2 separate regions of the Gossypium hirsutum genome follow, and region 2 is linked to region 1. A link is a contact called in public Hi-C data. All regions are on one chromosome and are shown on one strand. The core of a region is the stretch at or near the end of the contact, and the rest is flanking DNA. Distances in the headings are between cores, read along the strand shown. Region 1 holds the start of LOC107901567 (eukaryotic translation initiation factor 3 subunit L). Region 2 holds the start of LOC107901573.

Region 1 (6,124 bases), core at 2,112-4,611:
AGCTAGCCTGAGAATAATTGAGATTTGGTTTTCAAGAGATTGCTAGTAGGTGCTATCTGTATCTGGAACTAAGAAGCTCTAATATAAGGCATGGTAACTTAAACCACATTCTGTTAGAAGCTCATAGATACGTGCATAAGCTAAAAATGAAACCTACATCATCAATGTAGAAGTCCACATCAGCATTAGAGATAATCTTTCCATCAGAATCAACAGCATGAGTTTTGTGCTTGTATGTCAATAAGATGGTCCTATAAAACAAGAAACAACTTCAGTACATATACAACAAGATAAGCATACAATTGAATCAAATACAAAGAAACCAGAGGAAAAATAAATAAATGTCGACCTCAGAGTGGGCTCATCCACTTCCAAGTAATTTGCAAGCTTCCCAAGAGATATAGTTGAATACACTTTAAGAAATGTCCGAACACCTGATAACAACTGCTGTTGCTTCACTTCATATAGAAACAGCTTCAACTGAAGTCTATAAGCATCCTGCATAAAATCAAATGGAAGCAGGTAAAACACATATAACGCTTACACAATATGCCTAATGATCATATTATTTCCCTTCCTCAACCATAAATAAGTATATGAACCTAAGATCTACACTATCTTTCAACACCTAATGTCACATAACTCTTGTGTGGGGGCTGGAGCTCCATCGATATATAAGATGGAACAGACAGACAGATTGCGCATAACCATCTACTAAAATATACTGAACCAACATCAACTCTGCATCAACATCAATCTTGAATCTAGCAAGAAATAATTGCAGGTATATTCAGCCTAAGGCAAGCTCTTTAAACCGTGGGGAAGGGAAGCAGTAGGAGTAGCACATATCACTCTTCCTTCCATACCAACACCTGGGTGCAGATGTTTCAGTTCAATGGATTAATTCCCAACATGTGGCCATTGTTCAGAAGGCAAGTATGAGCAATAAAAGAAATACGAATAAGCCTAACTACAGAAAGTTAGAAACATACTTGGACTACGGATGTAAATAATGAAAGGAACAACCATATATTATCTGTTTAATCTACTTCCACTAAAATCATTCTAAAATTGCATAGAACAATAAACCCATTTACCTGGTTGTAATTTACAAGGGGCTCCTCAAAGCTTGAAGCTGAAGGTGTAATGAACTTGGGACATGCATATGAGAAGAGCTCATCATAGATGATAAAAGCTTCATCATCATATCTTTGCATCCTAGCCATCTTTTCACCATATTTCTCTCGCAGCTGAGAGTTCACAGTCTCATCAACAAGTTTCACTTGGGGACAAAGTGAAAGACAAATCGCCAGCAAGGCATACATCTGTTCATTCTTTTTCAATATTTGTTCATACTGTGGAGATTTCTGATGATATTGCTTTGTCTTGTAAATATACAGGAGCATCTTATTGAATTCACAAATAGCCTCCACATACCTTTAATTAAAAACAATATTATATTATTATCAAGCTCAGCCAAAAATGGGGAAAGAATTAAAAACAGAATAGAACTTTAGTAAATACATTAAAAAAGGCTAACTTATTACATGGTAAAGTAGCAAATAAAAACATACCTCCGCAACATAAGATTGGCAAAACCATAATGATATATGGTTGCAATATGACTTCCTATAACACTGGTGTAAACACCTTGTTGACTGATGTCAATAGGAAGCAAGCACTTCAACCCGGTTTGGTAATCACCCAAAAGACAATGAACTCGCAACAAACCCACCATACTGAAGTACCCCAACACCTTCAACACATTGCTTCCACCACTGTAATCATATCCATCAGTAGCAGTAAATTGCTCAAGACCCTCCTTCTCCTGCTCCAATATCTGAATAATATTTGACTTCTCCACAAATGCTTGCAAGTAATTAAGCACCCCATACACATTCCATGCCTACAAAGAGAAGTAACTTCAGATAGCAATTACAACTACTTGAAATTACATTCTGCTTTAAGTAGCTATCACTGAATCAGCAGGAATTACATTACCTGATCATATTGACGGAGAAGAGCGATTTCTTGCTCGGTTTTATTCTTCATTTTAGCTCTGTATTGACAAAAACTCTGGAATTGGTACACAAACTCATCCACCATGTCCCACAACCATTGATTAGGTAACTGCATGTTAACTACCCTATGCAACACAACCTGAACCAAAACCAAACCAATAAAATCTAGGATGAGCAAAATCTATCCAAACTAACTAACTTAACTGATAGCCTCAAGTCAAGTCAGTTATAATTCGATTATGTCAGCCATTAAATAGGTTAAGTCAATCAGTAATCAATTATTGACTTTGTAACTAAATAGACCCCTTAGTCAACTAATATATATTATTTTAATTTTCTAAATATGTATAATTTATAATAAACATATCATATATAAAATTTTAACCAAAGCCCCCAACTGATTCCGTATTTCATTTCTCATGCTTAGAAGAAAACAAGAGAAAAAGGAAAAAAAATAAATTTTCAGTTTAACCGACTGAAACGATCCAAGTTAAGACAATACACTCGATGGGCTTCTTGATTATGAGATTGATCAATAAGGATAAGTCAATCGGTTAGTCGAATAAAGTATCAAATTCATCAGTTAAGTTGATTTTCTACAACTGAACCTATCAATTGCACTTCCATAATCAAATTAATCGGCGTCACAAAATCACAGATACTGATACATAGTTTAATCGACCGAACGACCGAAGTTAAGGCAGTATAATCTATGAGTTAGTTGATTAGGAGATTGATCAGTTAATTCGATCGGTTAGTTGATTAAGGTATGAAATTGATCAGTTAAGTCGAATTTCGATTTTTACTCAGTTGCTCTTCGAATTCCATAATCAATTAATCGGCGTCACCAAATCACAGATATTCATACACAATTTATAAGTAATTACCTGAAAGAGGCTACAATAATTATCCCAAGAATCGATCCTCTGCTTAAGAGTGGGAGAAAGGCGAGCATAGAGATGGCGGAACCACATCTCACGGTAAAGGAGGCAAAAGACTTGGTCGTTGTCGACGTAATGAGCGACGGCGTCAACGGAGGGCCAAGGAGTGTCTTTGAAGAGGCGGTCGGAGAGGGTTTGGAATGAGATCTCGTACATTTGGTGAATCTCGTACACATTTTTCTCGCGAATGTGACGGTATAAGTGGACGACAAACGACCTAACGGAGTCGGGAACGAAGTTCGGGTCGTAGCCAAGGTCTTGGTGGCGGCCTTCGTCGTAGGTGGCGGGAGCCTCCTCGTAATCATAGGTGGTTGCCATTGCTGAAGTCGAGGCCCACGATGAAGGAACTCGAGAGCATGGACCGTCGACTGTGAAACGAGAGTGGGGGAGAAATTAGGGTTTAGTGAAGAAAGAACATTATAAAAGTTGTTGGGCTCAATTTGTGGCCCATTCCCATGATTTAAATCTAATCAAACCCACCAATTCTAATGAAATATGAGAAATTAAATGCAAAAAAAGAATTCATATATTTTTAATATAAACATATACAGTATCAAGTTGATTAAGATGAGCAATTTGATACAAATAATTTATATCTAATCATTTACCAATTTAACCCCTTTCAAAATTCAATTTGTATAAACTTTTACTTGCCCAGGAGACAAATTATTAAAAGAAAATATAATTTTACATTTATTTTCCTATTTTTAGTTGATTGCACAAAACATTCTAAAATTATATCAAAATAGTAATACCTCATAATTGATACTATATTAATCATAACAACATAGCTCAAACTTTTCATATTTATTTTAAGTACCCATATCCAACACTCATGTCTAACACATGAATGTGGAGACCAGATCTCCAAAAATCCTCCAAATACATGAACAAAATTCATTCATGAGTCGAGTAATATAAAAATCAAGTAATACTCACACTTAGGATGATGAAAGGCACAATCAGGTGAATAACTTTGAGTGATTTCTTTTTTCTTTCAATTACTGAATTTTGAAGTTTTGAGGACCTAGTCCGGCAAGTAAACAAGCTATACAAGAAAGACTAGTTAAAACGCTCTTTCATGGCTAGGGCTCAAAACACAAAAGGACAACAGCTCACCCTGGCTGGTGAACTTTTCACAAGCTATCAAAGTCGGTTACTGTGCCCGACAACCGGACATCATGATTGTTGCTACAGTTAAAAGCTGTTCTGCTCATGAGCTATTGGTATTTGGTTCAATGGCTCTTAAGCTTGAGCTTCCACACTCCAAAATTTCCCCAAAAAAGTGTGAACACTGGGAGACTTGATACATGAATCACACTCTCTGCCTGTTAGAACTTGTACGTGTTACGTGAGGCACTTCGTGGTAACTCTCAGGTTCATCTTCTTCATCAGATGATAGAAGGGATGATCCCATCCACGCTTTGAAGCCTTCATTAACACGCCTTTCCACATCTGGGGTGACTTCCAAGGGGTTAGCCTCCAACATTTCTAAACCAAGGGTTTGACTACCAAATTCTCCTTCATCAAGAATTATGGCTGCTCTCCTTCTTAGGAAGATGGCAGTTCCTCCATATAGAATCACCAGCCCCATGAAGCAATCTCGTAGCACCAAAACAGGGGCAAAGAGCAGCTACTTCCTAATGTGAGGAGGCTTGAGCCCAAGAACAAAGCAAGAAGACCAAAAATGAGAGCAAAAACCGCATTCAAAATAGACAAGCAGCGAACTCCACCTGTAGATTGGAATAAAGTTACTATGGCATCTCAACATTTATGTTGTTCAGACTCTTCATTTTTCTTGAAATACTCGTGTCTGACACTCATATCCAACACACGAATATGGAGATATGACTTCCAAAGATCCTCCAAATACATGGAATAACTTTTAAAACTAACCATATCTGATCTATGAAATCTATACATCCATATATGGGAAAAAAAGAGGCAAAATAGTAGTTATATGGAAGCAAGAAAATATTAGCAGTTAGGTGACCTCGAAGAAAACCTAGCATATGGATAAGTACTCAAGCTGCTAATTCTGTTCATAGCTTAATAGGACCAATGTTTCAATTTATACTTGCGAAAGGATGAACCCAAGAAAGAAGATGCTAACTAGAAACAAATTCAAATTCAATTCCCGTTTTGATTCGTAATACAACACAGTTCACAAACTAGAACTTGCCTGACAAGTGACAACTTATACTTCATCACGCGGTAAAGAAGTTTGCTTTAAATCTCCAATTTGCAAGCAGTGAGAAAACAGTTATTCTCAAGTCAATAAATGAGAAATAGAGCATACCTCTTTTTGAAGCACAGTAATTATTTTCAACCACCTTTAAACATCCATGCCTAGTTGGAGCAGAATAAGCAACAACAATTCCTAAATCATCAGCAAAACCATTAGGGACTGAAACAAGAGAAAGCGAAGTCATATAAAGACTGCACACCAGCAAGCCAGGATAATTACTTTATGGAAAAATGACAAGAAATTAAACACATATAGAAGAAAATTCAAAGACCCAAGATCAAAGCAATTCTCACAAAATCTAGCACTAGACAAACCAGGCATATAACATCAAGCAAAAAGAAACAATAGCCATTAATGAAGCAAACATAATAATCAAAATAACATACATGAAAAACACAATTCTAAAATCAGGTTCCAACATTCTCAGGAACGCAGATTAGTTTAGGACAACGAAAATTAGAACGCAAATCACTATTTATGAAATATAGTTCGATACAGGTAGTCTTTTTCGGTTTAGTAGAAACAAAATACAAATGTTTTCTGAAACTTATAAACATAGTTTTTGAGTTTATATAAATTCATAATTCTAAATAAATAATTCTGAAGTTAGTGAATTGCTTGTTTTATTCAATAACTTTATAATAAACTATATGCTAATGATATCGTTAGCCTTACTAAATTGGACCGCTAGCATTCCCTGATTAGGATCATGCATACTAATTAAAAAATGGACAGGAAGATAGCGATTTCTAGAAATAAAGTTTTAACCAGGATATTCATCTCCTACTAAATTTTCCAATTCACAATGTATAACTAAAGGAAAGATAATCTTTAAATTTCTTTGCCATGATACTCATCTCCTACTAAAATTTCCAGTCAAAATTTTCTGATACTGAAAATAATAAACAATAAGA
Region 2 (6,124 bases), core at 1,075-3,574, 130 kb after region 1:
GGCCCGCTCGAAATATGGGAGGGTTTGAGTAAAAATATAGGCCTGAAATATGGGCTTGGGCAAAAAATGAGGCCCGTTTAGAAAACGGGTCGGGCCTCGGGCACCACTTTTTTGGCCCGGGCCCGACCCGACCCGGCCCGGCCCGGCCCGGCCCGATATAATAAACATATTTATTTTTTAATTTTAAAATTTTTTTAATTTTAAAAATAAATTTTTTGTATTTATTAAAAAAATAGGCCGGGCCGGGCTCAGGCTTATGATTTTTTTCTCGGGCTGGGCCTAGACAAAATTTTAGGCCCATATTTCAGGCCAGGCCGGGCCCGACCCATGAGCACCTCTATGGTGAACCTACCTCAGCAAAGTTCTTTGGCATCGGTTTGCCTTCCTCTTTCAGCTTAACCATCTTCTTATGAACTTCTTTAGCCCATGTGAACTTCGTAAGCGCATTCTCAACGTCTAAGAAGGTACATCTAATAAGTTAGATGTTATCCCTTTCTCACTCTTAAAGGTACATCTAGTGAAAAGAAAAGTTCAAAACAAATTAAATTAAAGAGAGCTTCAACCAAACTGCTTCTTTTAATGCTTAACACCTTAACAAAAAGTGTGCCTAGGCACACCAAGCAAGCGCCTAATCAAATGCACCTTGTCCAAAAATATCCAAAGCACTTAATCAACTTTGTCCTATCTACTGTTAGGTAAAGGTAGCCTTCAAGAAGGTAACATAGGTTAATTCTTGTTTAAGTTTTATTGATTGTTGTAAATGTTGTATAAACGTGCAAACAATTTACCTATAAACTTAGTATAGGTAGCCTTCAAGAAGGTAACACAGCAACACTAGCATTGAAATTTAGTTCAAGCAATGAAATAACAGCTGTAAAGAAAAGCACTCCTACAGACGCCAGTGAAACCATAGTACAAGTAAAGTATAAAGAATTCCAAGTTCACTGTTCAAAAATGAAGAAAAAGGGTATCAATGTTTATACCTTTACAGCTCGCCAATGATCTAAACATTCACGATGTACATATTTTGATGTTCCTTTGCACTTGCAAGGAGCAATAAAATCTCTACCTGAGGAAAACAATTGCACATTGAACTAGTTATTAGCACAAGTTCCTTCAAACAACACCCTTAGCAACAAAAATTAAGTTTAACAACACCCTTAGCAACAAAAATTAAGTTTTCTTTTTTTCATAATTATTAAACATTATTGTGTAGGATGACCAAAAAAATTTACTGCGAAGGAATTATTTAAAATAAAAAAAAAGGGAATTGAAAATAATTAAATTGCTATTTTTATCTTCTCTAATTTTGTTTAATAATCCAATCAGTTTGGTCGCCAAACGAAAAAATTAAACCCGTTATACTAGAGTGATGTACATGGTTGGATTTTGAAGGAAAAAACAGACCAGATTTTTTTCGAGAGGAAGGCTTAAAATATGCAAAGTGATCGTGATTCATAGCACAATCGATGAAACTAATTTTTTAAAATTTCTTTAAAAAAAGGAAGTTAAATTTGAGGAAATAGGGTTTAAAAGTAGAACATACCGTCGGTTTCGAGGCAAATTCGACACTGAATTTGATCGGCTAGACTGGCCTCGAGGTCGATCTCGTTAGGGTCGGTGTCGGTGGGGGAGCCATGAGAGGCAATTCCTCCGATTGATCGCTCATTGTCGATTAACAAATAAACAGAGGAAATAGCCATTTTCGATAATAATAATTAATTTATAGAGAGAAAAATGAGCAATCTTGAATTTCTCTTCTCTGATTCTTGAAGCTGATATTGATGTCTTTTTTATGGTTCTTTCAGCGGAATTTCAACATCAGTAATGAAGGAAAAAAGGGAAATAAGATAAAGGGAAATAAGAAGGAAAAAAGGGAAACACAGATATGGAAAGGAAAGAAGAAGATGAAGCTGAGGGAAAAAAATGAAAAGGGAAAAAAAATACTCCCGTGGAATGGAATGGCTATTCAGCGATGAAGGAAGGGAATGCGTTTTCCCGTAATAGAACCTAAATGGATTCAGACTGTATTACCATTACAGCCAACCAAACTAATGTTTGGTAGTGGGCCCACCGATTTGGGGGAATGCATTCCTATTCCCCCAACCAAACATGTTGTTAATGTCTTTTGCAACAAAAGGTCCTTTGGAGGGGTATCAATACTTTGGGCATTTAATGCCTCAAATTAGTGATCGTTAATGCTTTTAGTATTGATACAAAATTAATTTTATCGATACTTTCTATGAGGTATTGATACCTTGGAGAGGATATCGATACTCGGGAAAATTTTATTAAATTTTAAAAATATTGAACCTCAAAATAGTATTGATACCAGGAAGGCTATCGATAAATTTTGGAAGGTGTTGATACTCTCTTTAAGGTATCAATAGTTTTTATTTTTACGTAATTTTCTTAAACATTGAAGCTTAAATTAGTATCGATACTAAGTAGGGGAATTGATAAAATAAGGAAGGTATCAATACTTTTGATTTTTGCTAAATATTTTTGAACTTCAAAGCTGAAATTGGTATTGATACCAGGTATGATTATCGATTGTAACATTTCGTTTTTAGTGAAATCGAAACAGTAGTTTCGAGACCATAAATTTGACGATTAAATTATTTTTTTTATTTTAATGTCTATGGAATGTAGTAAGGTGGTATAAAAATTTCGTTAAGAAATTTTGATGTTTGCATGCTTAATTAAGTGAAAAGGACTAAATCGTAAAAGATGCAAAAGTGAAGTTCTCTTAGTAAAAAGGGACAAATGGCTATGAAAATTTAATGTAGGAGGACCTAGATGGTAATTAGAACATTTTTATAGTTAGTGGACATTCATTACAAGGTTTTATTGAAATTTTGAATATTTTTAAAGGGCAAAATGGTAAAATAGTAAATAAATCACAAAAAAAAGAAAAAAGAGATATCACCTTCAAATCATCTTCTTCAACTGATTCTTTCGTCCATGGAATATCTTCATGCATAGTAGGTTTTTCAAGCTCGTTTTAGTGATTTTTATATTTTCGGGATCGTTGTAGCTTAACCAAGCTATCCCGAGGATCAATTTGCAAAATTGTTAATGATATAGGGTTTTGAAATGAATGTTCTTACATGATTCTTGATGTTTAATGAAAGATTATGAGTCCTTGTTGATAAAGAAACTAGTTTTGTAAAGTGATTTTTGATAAAAATGGCATTTAGGGACTTATTTGTAAAAATGATAAAAGTTCATGGTGAAATTATGAAATGATGTTTTGTATGAATTTCTATAGGTCTCTAGTGAATGCATCTAGAATGAGATGGGGATTAAAAGGTTTAAATTTCAGTTTATGAGCTTAAGGACTAAATTGTAAAAAAAGTTAAGATGTTAAGGGCAAAATTATAATTTTTCAAAAATATAAATACAGAATGAATTGAATATAGAAGAATTAAATGGATTGAATTTTTCTATTTAGATCAAGATAGACCATGTACAAATCTAGATCGAGGAAAAGCTAAAGCCTCGGATTAGTCAATCTCATTTCTACGCCCTCATCGTTGAGGTAAGTTCGTATGAATAAGTATAATTTCTAATGGTAGTTCTGATTATATGTTATTATGTTAATTTTCATATAATTAAATGATGATTATCCAACAATACCATGACGGTTATCGAGCCCCGTTTGAACATTAAGAATTCGTAGGATACAAATGACATGTTATTAGGGTTTTCATGTTTCGGGTGCTGGTCTTGAATGTCCTACCGATGGCTGAGGTCCTGCATTTGTTGCGGGTACTCCACAGCTCGTGTGAGCAGCATTGTATAGCTTACATTTTGACCCACACTTCGTGTGAGCAAGCCCATTTCATAGCTCGTGTGAGCAACGATGTAAAGGAAAGGTTACGGTTATATGTTTAGCACATTTCGTGTAAACTTTCCTGAGTATTCGATGATATTCTAAATGGTTCAACGGACATGGAAAGGAAATGAATGGTAAGTGTTCAAATGAACTAAATCATGTATTTATGAAAAAGATTGAAATGGTAATCTTCAATGGAAGTATACTTATGTTCATGAAAATAATGAGTTCAAATGAAGTATGCTCATGAATAATGGCTTACTTTATATTAATTCAAGTGAATTATATTTGAATGCACTAACATGTGTTGTTGATGTTGCTTAGTCTTGTGCCAAGCTTGTGGTTGGCTTATGTTGTACATAATCTTAATGTTATGCATTGAAATGCTAAGCTATGTTCATGTTTTATAAACTTACTAAGCATTATGTGCTTACGTAGTTTTCTTTCCTATGTTTTATAGATAATCGGAAGCTCGACCGATTTGGAAGCTTGTCAGAGATCTATCACACTATCTAGCAAATATATTGGTAGTTTTTGATGTTTTGGCCAAGGTTATAATGACATGTATTTGGACTTGTGTTTGATGTTTAGTTGAAGGCGTAGATGTTGAATTTTGGTATGTATAAGTTGGTTGTTTTAGTACCATTTTGATGATGGTTGAATTGTGTCATTTTAGTGCTTGTGATGCATGAATGTATGTCCCAAATGGTAAGTTTATGTTGAAGTAATAATGCTCAAAATATGGTAAGTTTTGAGAGGGTATTGAACTAGGTGTGTATGAATGAACTATGGTCAAGTATGTATGTAAGTTTAATTAAGTTTGTATGTTTACGTTTGAGGTGCCTTGTATGGCATATTTGTTGAATGATTTTGCACTATTGAATTGGTCATTTCATGTTGGTTTTGGTCATGTTATGATGCCTTGATCATGTGCTCAAAATGCTTTTAGGTGGTTGATAAGTTGGTGTTGGAAATGGCTTGAATTTGACCAATTTCATGTCCACACAGCATGAGACCCGAGCGTGTGACTCAACTGTGTGTGACACACGGCCAGGTGACACGGCCATGTGTTCTCTGTAAATTTTAATGCAGGCAAGTCAGGTCGTTACACGGCCTCGCACATGGGCGTGTGTGGTTATTTCAAGGGTTACACGACCCAACTCAGAGACTTACACGGGTAAGGATACGAGCTGGGACACGGTCGTGTGTCCCTACTTCGATTGTTACACGGGCGTGTGACCCCTTCAGTCTAATTTTTCTAAGTTTTTCTTAAACTTTCCAAATGTTTCCAATTTAGTCCCGAATTGTCAATGTTTGAAATGTATGTATAAAGTTCAATTTGTACGATAATGTTCTGTAACCCTATTCCAGTGACGGATACGGGTTAGGGGTGTTACATCGATACTTTAGATTAGGGAGAAATTTTAAATTTGTTAATCATTTTGAACTTGTTAAAAATATTTTCTAAGTGTTTTAAGAATAGATTTAAAAGTTTATCTCTTAGAAATTTATCAAATTAAAGCTTAACTTACCAGTATGTAAAAGATTCGTAAATTGCTTGAGAATAAGCTCCTCGATTGTTTTGGAAAGCTCAATTTGACGTATCAAATTATGATAGATCATTAGCTAAATCAAGCTCCCATGAACTTAAATCTATAAAAAAAATCATGAATTTAGCTTGGTTACCTTATTAGAGCCAATGGTCGAATGCATAGGATGTTTCAAGCTTTTTCTTGCTTTTTCTCTTCAAGAATCGGCAGAAGAAGATGAAGATTATATATTTTTTTCCACTACAATATTATCTATACCTTAATTAGCTTTAGTTTAATTAATTTAATCAAGTTTAATTAGTTTAAATAACAACCATCATCATCCACTATCTACTATTTAATATTGGTTTATTTACCATTTTTTTAATTGGATAATTGCTATCTAGGTTCCTGAACTTTTTCTTAATTAAAACTAAATAACAATTAGACTTTTACAATTTAGTCCCTGAGCTTTAATTAACTAATTTCTCGGTTAAATTACTTAACCAAACTTTATTATATTCTCATAATAATTTTGAAAGTATTCCTATTTTTTATTTACAACTTCAATTTACGAAAATGGGGTTCTAAGACCACATGTTTCAACACCATTGAAAATCAAGTCGTTAATGACATAATGTAACGACCTGATAGTCACGGGTGTCAAAAAATGTATTTTCGAGACTTCGTTTCCTTAAATCGGATTCGTAAATATTTATTAAAAATATTTACGAAACTAGTTGTGTCATTAATTAGG

Evidence for each region. A called contact is a pair of places that touch in the nucleus more often than the background predicts.
Region 2: a Hi-C map of leaf shows a contact between it and region 1, with 2.3 times the contacts expected there. The contact joins the promoter of LOC107901573 here to the promoter of LOC107901567 in region 1. A contact is called at or near these places in 4 of 34 Hi-C or Micro-C datasets (all in leaf).

What each region holds. Positions count from the first base shown.
Region 1 is chrD06:21,972,610-21,978,733 of Gossypium_hirsutum_v2.1, forward strand. LOC107901567 (eukaryotic translation initiation factor 3 subunit L) reads right to left here and starts at 3,362. Exons shown (of 8, transcript XM_016827625.2): 1 at 2,909-3,362; 2 at 2,002-2,160; 3 at 1,575-1,906; 4 at 1,098-1,437; 5 at 350-498; 6 at 158-251. The coding sequence starts at 3,280. It also overlaps LOC107901568.
Region 2 is chrD06:22,104,749-22,110,872 of Gossypium_hirsutum_v2.1, forward strand. It overlaps LOC107901573, which reads right to left and starts at 2,325. Exons shown (of 4, transcript XR_005914544.1): 1 at 1,547-2,325; 2 at 984-1,069; 3 at 353-514.